Regions from separate parts of the Hordeum vulgare genome. Here region 1 is linked to region 2. Evidence: chromatin contacts called from public Hi-C data. All regions are on one chromosome and are shown on one strand. Each heading gives the region's core, a stretch centred on a gene start, on an enhancer-like site or on the middle of the called end of the contact. The rest is flanking DNA. Distances are from core to core; before and after follow the strand shown.

Region 1 (4,723 bases), core at 605-3,104, 380 kb before region 2:
CTTCCCTCTTCCTACCGGTTTTGAGAAGGTATGTTCTCCAAATTCTTAGAAGGTAGGTTCCCTCTTCCTAGCGTATTAATGATTGGGGGCCGTCGTTGCGAGCCGTTTGAAAAAACGCTATATGCATCATATCTTTAATTTAAAATTAAAAAACTTATATTATGTAAACATCACATTCATCTAAAATAATTAAAAACTTTTCCTAAAAAAATCTCACTTTTATTTTGAAAGAACTTTATAAAATAAAAAACTTTCTCACTGCTACCAACCATGCGCCACATGGCGTAGCTCGTTGGATTTTGACAAAAAACTCTAAAAAGTTCAAAAACTTTCTCACTACGACCAACCAGAATGTGCCACATGCCATAGCTGGTTGGCCACAATCGTAACAATGCTTAATGTGTTTGATTGCATGCTATATTAACCCAGCGTATTGCATGCTATATTAGGTCAGGCCAATCGCCCTATAGTATTCTTGATGATTTTTTCTCAAATTTCTTCACGTTTCATTTCACATTTAATTTTGCTTTTCCCTTTTTCCATTGTCATTAAACTTTTCTTTCTCCATTTGTAAAGTAATGAACATTTTAAAAATCAAGAATATTTATTGAATATTGCAAACTTTTTACAAATCATGAACATTTTTTCAATTCATGAAGATATTACAGTTTCTTGTACAGGTTTCGAATTTCGTTAAAAAAATTTAAAAAATTGTGAAAATAATTTAAAACACTAAAAATGACATTTGCAAACATTTTAAAATTGGAGAATTTTTCATAAAACATAATATTCATGGATAAAATTAGAATAGTTTTTATATTTAGAAACAATAATACATGGACACTTTTAAATTTGTAAGAATGTTTCCAAAACTCGAGATAAATTTTATAAAATTTGGATAACTCTAAAAAAAACGAACATTTAATAAAAAATCGAACATGCTTTGAAATTTTCGAATATTTATTTAAAAAGAGAAAGTATTATTAGAGAGCAGATTAAACAAAAATGCCAATGCTATATACATACTAGTATCACTGACTCCCAACGTTCTATGCACGGTATAGATGCTTTAAAAACCTTCATGCTTCTTTGGAATGTTCATTTCCTAACTATGTTTGATGTGTATTTGAAATTGTATCTCTTGGATTCCAAAATATTCATTTGTATTTTCGAAAAATTGCAGCACTTTTTATAAATATGTTATTATTGAAAAAATATTTGAACACTTTTTCCAAAATTGCACGAATAATTATATATAAATACACGAACATCTTTGTTTGTTCTTACAATACGAGGTTACTTTTTTACATTTTCCATATGTGGGAAATAATTTGTGTACTGTAAAAGAAAAACGCGTGATGTGCTCTCCAAAAAAGAAAATATGCAAGATGTACTACCTCCGTTTCTAAATATAAGTCTTTCTAAAGATTTAATATGAAATGCATAGAGAGCAAAATGAGTGAATATATACTCTAAAGTGTCTATATACATTTATATGGTTTGTAATGGAATCTCTAACAAAACATATATTTAAAATGGAGGGAGTAAAAAACTAACGAGACGGTCCAGAATATCATGGTCTGAGCCAATGATAGACACACCAACACACAATGACTACGCATTGACAGCGCACACACAGTATGCCCAACGCGGGACCTCCTATATAACGCATGTTGCATCATATAGGAGCTCGATGCACATGCTCGATGCATGGCTGGGCCGGCCCAACAACCTGCTCGTTGTTTCATTTCCTGTCGCAAATGATAGATGCACCAAGACATGATGACCCATGATCGACGATCCAAGAGTTTTGAGTGGCCCACTATGCATTGGAAGCACACACAACACACAACAAGCCCGGTGCGGGACCTCCTATATGACCCATTTTGCGTCATACAGAAGCTCGATCAACAAGGTCGATGCACTGCTGGGTTGGCCCATCAACCCGTTCGTTATTTCGTTTCCTGTCGCACGACACAAAAAAAATGTAGGAAAACAACAGCACGCCCTCGGAGTTGATCCTGCATCCTGACACTCCAACCGCGAGGCCAATATACCACACAGCACCAACTGAACATCTTAGTTCAAAACTCTATAAGAACACACGACATCGTTGATATTCGGAAAACATTTCTTGATAATTGCAAGCAGTTTTGGAATGCCCCATTTTGGGGAAAACTGAAGATGTTTTGATATTCCAATTTAAAAATGAAATACGAACAAAATTTGCAATTCCCAAACAGTTACCAAAAATGTGAACAATTTCTTAAAAACTTAAAATTTTCTGAAAAAACAAACAAGTTATGAGAAACACGAATATTATTTGCAATTTTCGAATATTTTCTGATATCACGAACACTTTTCATTTTTTGAAACAAAAGGAAAATAGGAACATTTTTTATATTCAACATCAATAAAGTAAAAACATGAAGTTTTTTTAAAAGTTTGAACAAAATATGTATTTTATGCTTTTTTCAAAATGCGAACAAAATTTGAAACATGGGAATATTTGTTGAAATTGCCAATAAAAATGTTGAATATGCAAAAAAAATAAACACGAACATTTCTGAAAAGTATAAATTTTTTGAAAATAACAACGTTTTGCAAAATTCCTGAACATTTTTTCAAACACGAACAAATTTATGAAACTGTGAACAAATTTGAAAACAAGTACATTTTTTAAACATAAAATCTTTTTTAAATGTGAACAAATTTTGAAAACGAGAACGTTATTTGAAATTCCATGAAACTCTGAACAAAATTGAAAAAGAGAAGATTTTTTGAAACACAATTTTTTGAAAGTACACTAGGGAGAGCCAAATCCCTCCTGTTAAGGATCTGAGTTATATCTCATGTTTTAAATGCAAGACCTTAGGTCACTATGCCAATATGTGCCTAGGAAGGAAGCAGGAAAACCAAGGAGCAAAAGCAAACACCAAGAAGCCTCGAGACTTGTCAGAAGTCATCTGTTTTCGTTGCAAGGAAGCAGGACATTATGCTAGTAAATGTCCACGGGAGAAGAAAGCTGAAATGGAGTAGTTAAGTTTTGACAATTGCAATAAGTATAACATGAAGCACTCTTGTTTTCATGGGATTATGGAGTTAAATTTTGTAACGAAAGTCTCTAAATAACTTCATGAATCAATAGAATTTATTGTGTCATGGTTTCGTATATTGAATTGTGTGAGTTGTTGCTTCATAAAAAAAGATCTTTGACCATTTTCGAGGATATGAGAAAATATGGTCTACACTGACATGAGTATCTTTTATTTTAAGAGTGGTAGTAATCGGTAAACCCACAGGATCCAAGGAATAGGAATGTACCATGCATACCAAGGAGCCAAATCCACTGAATACAGTTGAAGGAAATGTTGGACCATATCAAACTATGTGGATGACAACATTTGTAACACAGTACTTCTGAAGTTGGAATTTTAAGAATAGAATGAAGATGAAATGAAGGAATGATTATGAGGAACCAATACCTAAGGGTAAACATACCAATGGAAAGGAAAATGAGTTCAAGGAATAGAATGTGTACCAAGGATGCATCCCAAAATTTTCATGAAGGTTGCCCCAAGAGCATGAAGGAATAAGCTATGACGGGTCAACAAACGTTTTCTTAGGAGCATATGAAAACCTGAGAGTGGTGAAGAATACGATAGATGTTTTGTTCAGCTTGCAGAACCAATGGATTCGTACGAAATTCGTTCGTGTACAAGAGAAATTTCTGCAACGCTTGTGAGGACACCCAAGTGTTAGAATACGAGATTCGCTAAACCTTATACAAGGTACTGATTTCAGTGCAACATAGCTTGGCCACCATGACGACTTACTCATATCATTCTCTTGCTATTCGGAATTGTAAATCTGAGAGACTTACCCATAGTGAGAGACGACGTTCTTTGAAGCTTTTGTTTAAGCCTTAGAATGGTATGTTGAAAGCCCCATGTACATGGCAGCTCCTGCCAAACGTAGATATTTTACGGTGACGATGAAGCCAAGACCCATTTCACTGCAGGATAACCACAAATGGTAGACCGCCATGAGATCACCGATAGGTTATTTAGAATGGTCATGAGACTTGTTAGTTAAGAAGACCCACTGACGGAAGAAGCTTATATCAATGAAAGAACACCGAATTTTCATGGAAACATTATGAATATAACGGAAGAGCATCACCAAAAGAGTTACTATGAAGAATGTGTGGGTACTCAAACCGTCTAGCTGAGATGGGGATTGAACTCCCGCAAGAGGCTATCACTGACAGAATTCTTCAATCACTGCCGTCAAGCTACAAGAGATTTGTGTTGAACTATAACATGCAAGGGATGAACAAGTCACCCGACGAGTTATTCGCGATGCTGAAAGTCGCAGAGTCAGAACTCCGTAAAGAGCATCAAGTGTTGATGATGAATAAGACCACTAGTTTCAAGAGAAACTGCAAAGGAAAGAAGGGTAATTCAAAGAAGAGCGGCAATCCTGTTGCCAATCCTACAAAGAAACTCAAAGCTGGACCTAAGCCTGAAATAGAGTGTTATTATTGCAAGGGTATGGGTCACTGGAAGCGCAACTGCCCGAAGTATCTGGCTGATAAGAAGGCGATCAAAGAAAAATCAAGTATATTTGATATACATGTTATTGATGTGTACTTAACCAGCTCTCGGAGTAGTGCCTGGGTATTCGATACCGGTTCTGTTGCTCATATTTGCAACTCGAAACA
Region 2 (4,567 bases), core at 1,420-3,919:
CCCGGCACAAATTGCTATTTTATAAATAAAATCAGAGAAACATTATTTTCAATATGCCTGAAAAGTGAAGAAAAATGACATACAAAACGTTTCTGGTGCAAGATTAATGTGCCTAGCCTGGTTATCCTCCATATACGGAATAATCAAGTATACCAAGGGAAGTTTCAATATATTAGGTTTGCAGACAGTAGACAAAACAGTGAATGAAGTGGTGACTTCGACTAAATTTGCTCATCCATTCGGGGAGATTAAGTTGCATTTCATCATATTATCCTTTCACATATAGTGATGTGGGTATGGAAAACGAAGGACGACATAATTCATGGTTGATTTCTTGGCAATGTTCTGACTTATGAGTTATGAGTTGAGTGCTTCGGGTATCCACAGGTCTTATGAAGGCTGAAGTGTTAACTTTGAGTAATTTGTAATGATGGTTTCTGAAACTGTCATTTTAGTGTCAGCTTCTCTAGTATTTTTTGTGTAAGCTAGGTCCTGAACTATAAGGCTTGTGGTTGGGGGTGATCTAGGGCCAAGAAGCTCATTTTATTTGAAAGAAAAAATGAAGTACGACTGTAGCAATATTAGCATGCTAGGCAAATGACGCAATGTTCACCAGCTACTTGCAAAAAAAAGGAAAAAGGTCTCCAGCCTCTGCATTATTATTTTTTAAAGCAGGTACTCAACTCAGCAAGTCTTTCCAAATAATAAAAACTATGTTTTCACTATCCAGCTGAGGGCCAGTTCTTTTCAGGCTTATGGCTGGCTGTGGAAATAAACTGCCCCTTCCCCGGCCTATTCTAGAAGCCGAACATAAAATTTTATTTTAGAAGTCTACTAATTGAGGGTCAAATAGTAGGTTGAGGAGGGGGCAGCTTATTTCCACAGATATCCATAAGCCCCAAAAGAACTGGCTAAACATTAATTTTCATAGTATGAAACCACGGCAACCAGCGAACAAGTTTATTTTAAGTCCAATCTTCAAAGTAAAGCACCATAAAGAAGTGATGGATTGTGCTGGCAAACTGGCAACCAAGGTGATGATATTTTGTTTTAATTGCTTAAGAAGAACCATAGAGCTTTTATTGCTATTATGTGTTCTCATGTTATCTCAAGGGTTGGTTAACCTGATGTCAGAAGACAACACTTCTTTGTGTCCAAATGAATTATGAATAATAACAGAAGGAGCACATCTCTTGCGCAACACAAATTGCTATTTAGAAAATCAAATCAGACAAATCGTGTTGCCAATACGCCTGAAAAGTGAAGAAAATACAAAACGTTCCTGTGCAAGATTGATGTATCTAGCCTGGTTAGCCACCAGATATGAAAGAATTGTGTGTATCAGGGGAAGTTCCAATATATCAGGTTTGTAGACACTGAATGTGCTCATCCTTTCAGGGACTTTCGGTTGGATTTCATTATATTATCTTTTCACATTCAGCGACTTCAACTGAATGTACTCCGGGTAATGGAAAACGAAGGGCAGCATAATTTGTGCTTGGTTTCTTGGCATTGTTATGATTTTGAGCCGATTGCTTCGGGTATCCGCACTTCTTATGATACAGAAGTGTTTAATCAGTTCTGCTTCCAGTGGTAGCTACTACTACTAACATCACAGTATATACTACGTATTACTCAAAGGTTGCGAACCTAACATGCATAATACGTACAATCATATAGTACATGAGAAACAATATAAATGTGGGGAACAGGAAACAGCACAGGAGCATCTGTTGGGACATTACCGCAAACACCTGTTGCGCGTCCAGAACCGGGGCTCCATTCCCGGCCTTGAGATCCCACAGGCAGATCTTCTTATCATACGAGCCACTCAGCAGGAACCCCTCCTTCCTCGCGCTCCAAGCCAGCCCATACCCCTCCGCGCCATGACCCCTGAGCACGACATCCGCGCCCCGCTTCTCGCCGTCGTCCCCGAGGTGGTACACGTGCACCTCATCGACGCAAGTCTTGGTGGCCACTGTATATGGCTGCTGCGGCATGCACCGGGCGCGATTAACCTCGCCCTGATGCGGCGCCGAGCGGCCGATGGACACGGACGGGGCCGGGACGGCGCGGCCCTCGGCGGCCGCCGCCGCGGCCAGGCGCGGCGGGAGCGGGAGGACGGCGTCGACGAGCATGAGGTGGTTGGGGGAGTCGTCGGAGGCGTGGGTGCCGAGGACGAGGCGGTGGGAGCGGGCGGCGGCCGGCGACCCCGAGGGGAACCACTGGACGGTGAGCGAGGGCCACTCGAGCGGGTGCGACATGACGAGGTCGTAGAGCACCGGCGTGTTCTTCTTCCAGTTGAGGTACTCCTCCATCTCCGCGTCGGCGGCGGCCGCGGCGGCCGCGACGGCCTGGAAGGAGGAGCCGCCGTCCATTGCTGATTTGCTCTGCGCGGGAAAGTGGAGGCGGCGAACTGTCTCCCGCCAAAATGATCGGTGGTGAGGACGCCGAGGGTTTCAACGCGAGGTTTTATTGCGGATCTGATGGGCTTGTTGGGCTGCAAAGCCTAACTATATGCAAGTCATCAAGCCCAGATCTCTCAAAGAAAAGTCATCAAGCCCAGATCTCCCTCAAAAAAAAAAGTCATGAAGCCCAGATTCATGTCAGGCCCAGGATCCCACTGCCTAATAGCCCGGCTAGTCTACGAGCTTCTGGTCCTCGCATTGGATTCCTCAATCCGCCGCCCCCGCCGCCGCGATGATGCAGCACATGCCGTCGCCGGCGAGGCTAGGCGTGACAGCCTCGTCGCCGTCGCTCCCGCCCAACCAGTCTCCCGCAAACCCCACCTCGTCGCCGCCGCAGGCCAACCCGCCGTCCGCGAGCGCGGCGGCGGCTGCAGCCGGAGCCGGAGCCGCGGTCCCAACCCTAACCACCTCGCCGGCGCTGCTCCCGCTCCTGCCGCCGCTCCCGCGCGCGCAGTCGCTGCTCCACCTCATCTCCTCCCTCGCCTCCAACCTCTTCGAGCTCTCGCCCAACCGCGCCGCCTGGATCTCGTCGTACAGGGGCTCCCTCCCCAACTTCCTCGCGTCGTCGTCGGCTTCCGCGGCGCCTACGCCGCTGCCGGCCCCCGTCTCCACCACCAAGGAGGCGATGTCGATGCTCACCTCCCTCCAGACGCAGCTCTTCGAGACCGTCGCCGAGCTGCAGGAGACCCTCGACCTGCAGGACGCGCGCGCCAAGCTCGCTCGCGAGGCGCGCGCCAAGGATGCTTCGCTGCTCGCCTTCGCGAAGAAGCTGCGTGAGGCCCACCACGTGCTTGACCGCCTCGTCGACGACTACGCCGACTACCGCCGCGATCCCAAGCGCCCGCGTGGCGCAGCGGCTGTCGACGAGCCCGAGCCGGTGTCGCAGGGCGACTTCGGCGCGTCCCTCCACTCCAAGCTCAAGCTGGACGACATCTTGACCTATGCGCATCGCATAAGCTACACGACTTTTGCGCCGCCGGAGCATGGTGCTGGGCTGCCTCTGAGGGGTGCATTGCCGCCTGCGCCACAGGATAACGAGCTGCGGATGTCGCAGCTGTATCAGTTTGCTGATTTGGATGTTGGGGTGCCCAAGAAACCCCTGGAAACCAAGGAGGGGCTCACAGCAGAGATGGAGTCCATGCCGCTGTTCGAGCTACCGGAGGAAGAGCCTCCGCGGCCATCTATGCTACCAATCACGGTGCCACCAGGGTGGCAGAAAGGTTTGCCTGCTCTGCTTCCTGCTTTTCCAATGCCACCACCTGGATGGAAGCCTGGGGACCCGATCGAGCTGGGTGGCATCATTCCTGCTGTCAAGCCTGATGAACAACGACCCAGTGTACCAATTCCTGTTGGGGTGCAACCAATGGTGCCAAGGGCCCAAGAGCCAATACAGGTCGCGGCTGTGAACCTTGAAATCAGTTCTAGCAGCGATGAGTACAGTAGCGACGTCGGGAGCTCAGATGAAGACGATGAGGACTAATGCTTTTGTAAGCTCGACCATTTCGTCATTTGTGTGTTTCCATATCCAGTGTAGCTCATTTTAGTGTAAGCTTTGGCTAGTATTATGTCATGTGCTTGTCTGTTCAAACTACTGCAAACACAAAATCTATTCGATAATAGATTTGACTTAAATTTGTGCTGGTTTAGTACAGCAGTCACTAGATCACTTTTTCTGATAAATGCAGCCAGTCTAAATGTTCAATTTTCTTGACCTTTGTTTCAAAAACAAAAACTTTATTCTCTATGAGGTTTGGCTTAAACTTGTGCCAGTCTAGTACACCAGTCACTGGACCACTTGCTGTGATAAATACAGCCAATGTTGACCGTGTTCAGTTTCCTTGACCTTTGTAGTTCAAGATGTTCAGTTTCCTTGACCTTTGTAGTTCAAGATGCTCAGTTTCCTTGACCTCTGTAGTTCAAGATGTTCGGTTTCCTTGACCTTTGCAACCACTATTAACCCAAAACCTGGCCTCTATTTTGGAATGTAAATGTCATGATTTAATGTTTTAGTTCATCATTGTAGGTTTCAGTTGTAATTGCCTGCTAGTGTAGTCCTAGGCTAAGCTTTTTGAGTACATCATTCCATGTTTATGGACATC

Evidence for each region. A called contact is a pair of places that touch in the nucleus more often than the background predicts.
Region 1: a Hi-C map of leaf shows a contact between it and region 2, with 3 times the contacts expected there. The contact joins the enhancer-like site here to the promoter of LOC123400179 in region 2. A contact is called at or near these places in 2 of 6 Hi-C or Micro-C datasets (leaf and seedling).

Annotation. Positions count from the first base shown.
Region 1 is chr5H:505,529,407-505,534,129 of MorexV3_pseudomolecules_assembly, reverse strand. No RefSeq gene overlaps it. Among protein-coding and RNA genes, the nearest start is that of LOC123398691, 81 kb to the right of the region's middle. Within about 2 kb of position 1,854, at least 3 of the 3 cell types and tissues checked have open chromatin away from gene starts, as enhancers often do. A contact at or near this core is called in leaf and seedling, where this site is marked.
Region 2 is chr5H:505,145,787-505,150,353 of MorexV3_pseudomolecules_assembly, reverse strand. It overlaps LOC123400179 (mediator of RNA polymerase II transcription subunit 4), which reads left to right and starts at 2,669. Exons shown (of 1, transcript XM_045094599.1): 1 at 2,669-4,114. The coding sequence starts at 2,701. The coding sequence ends at 3,948. LOC123400180 (histone-binding protein MSI1 homolog) reads right to left here and starts at 2,438. Exons shown (of 5, transcript XM_045094600.1): 1 at 1,746-2,438. The coding sequence starts at 2,378.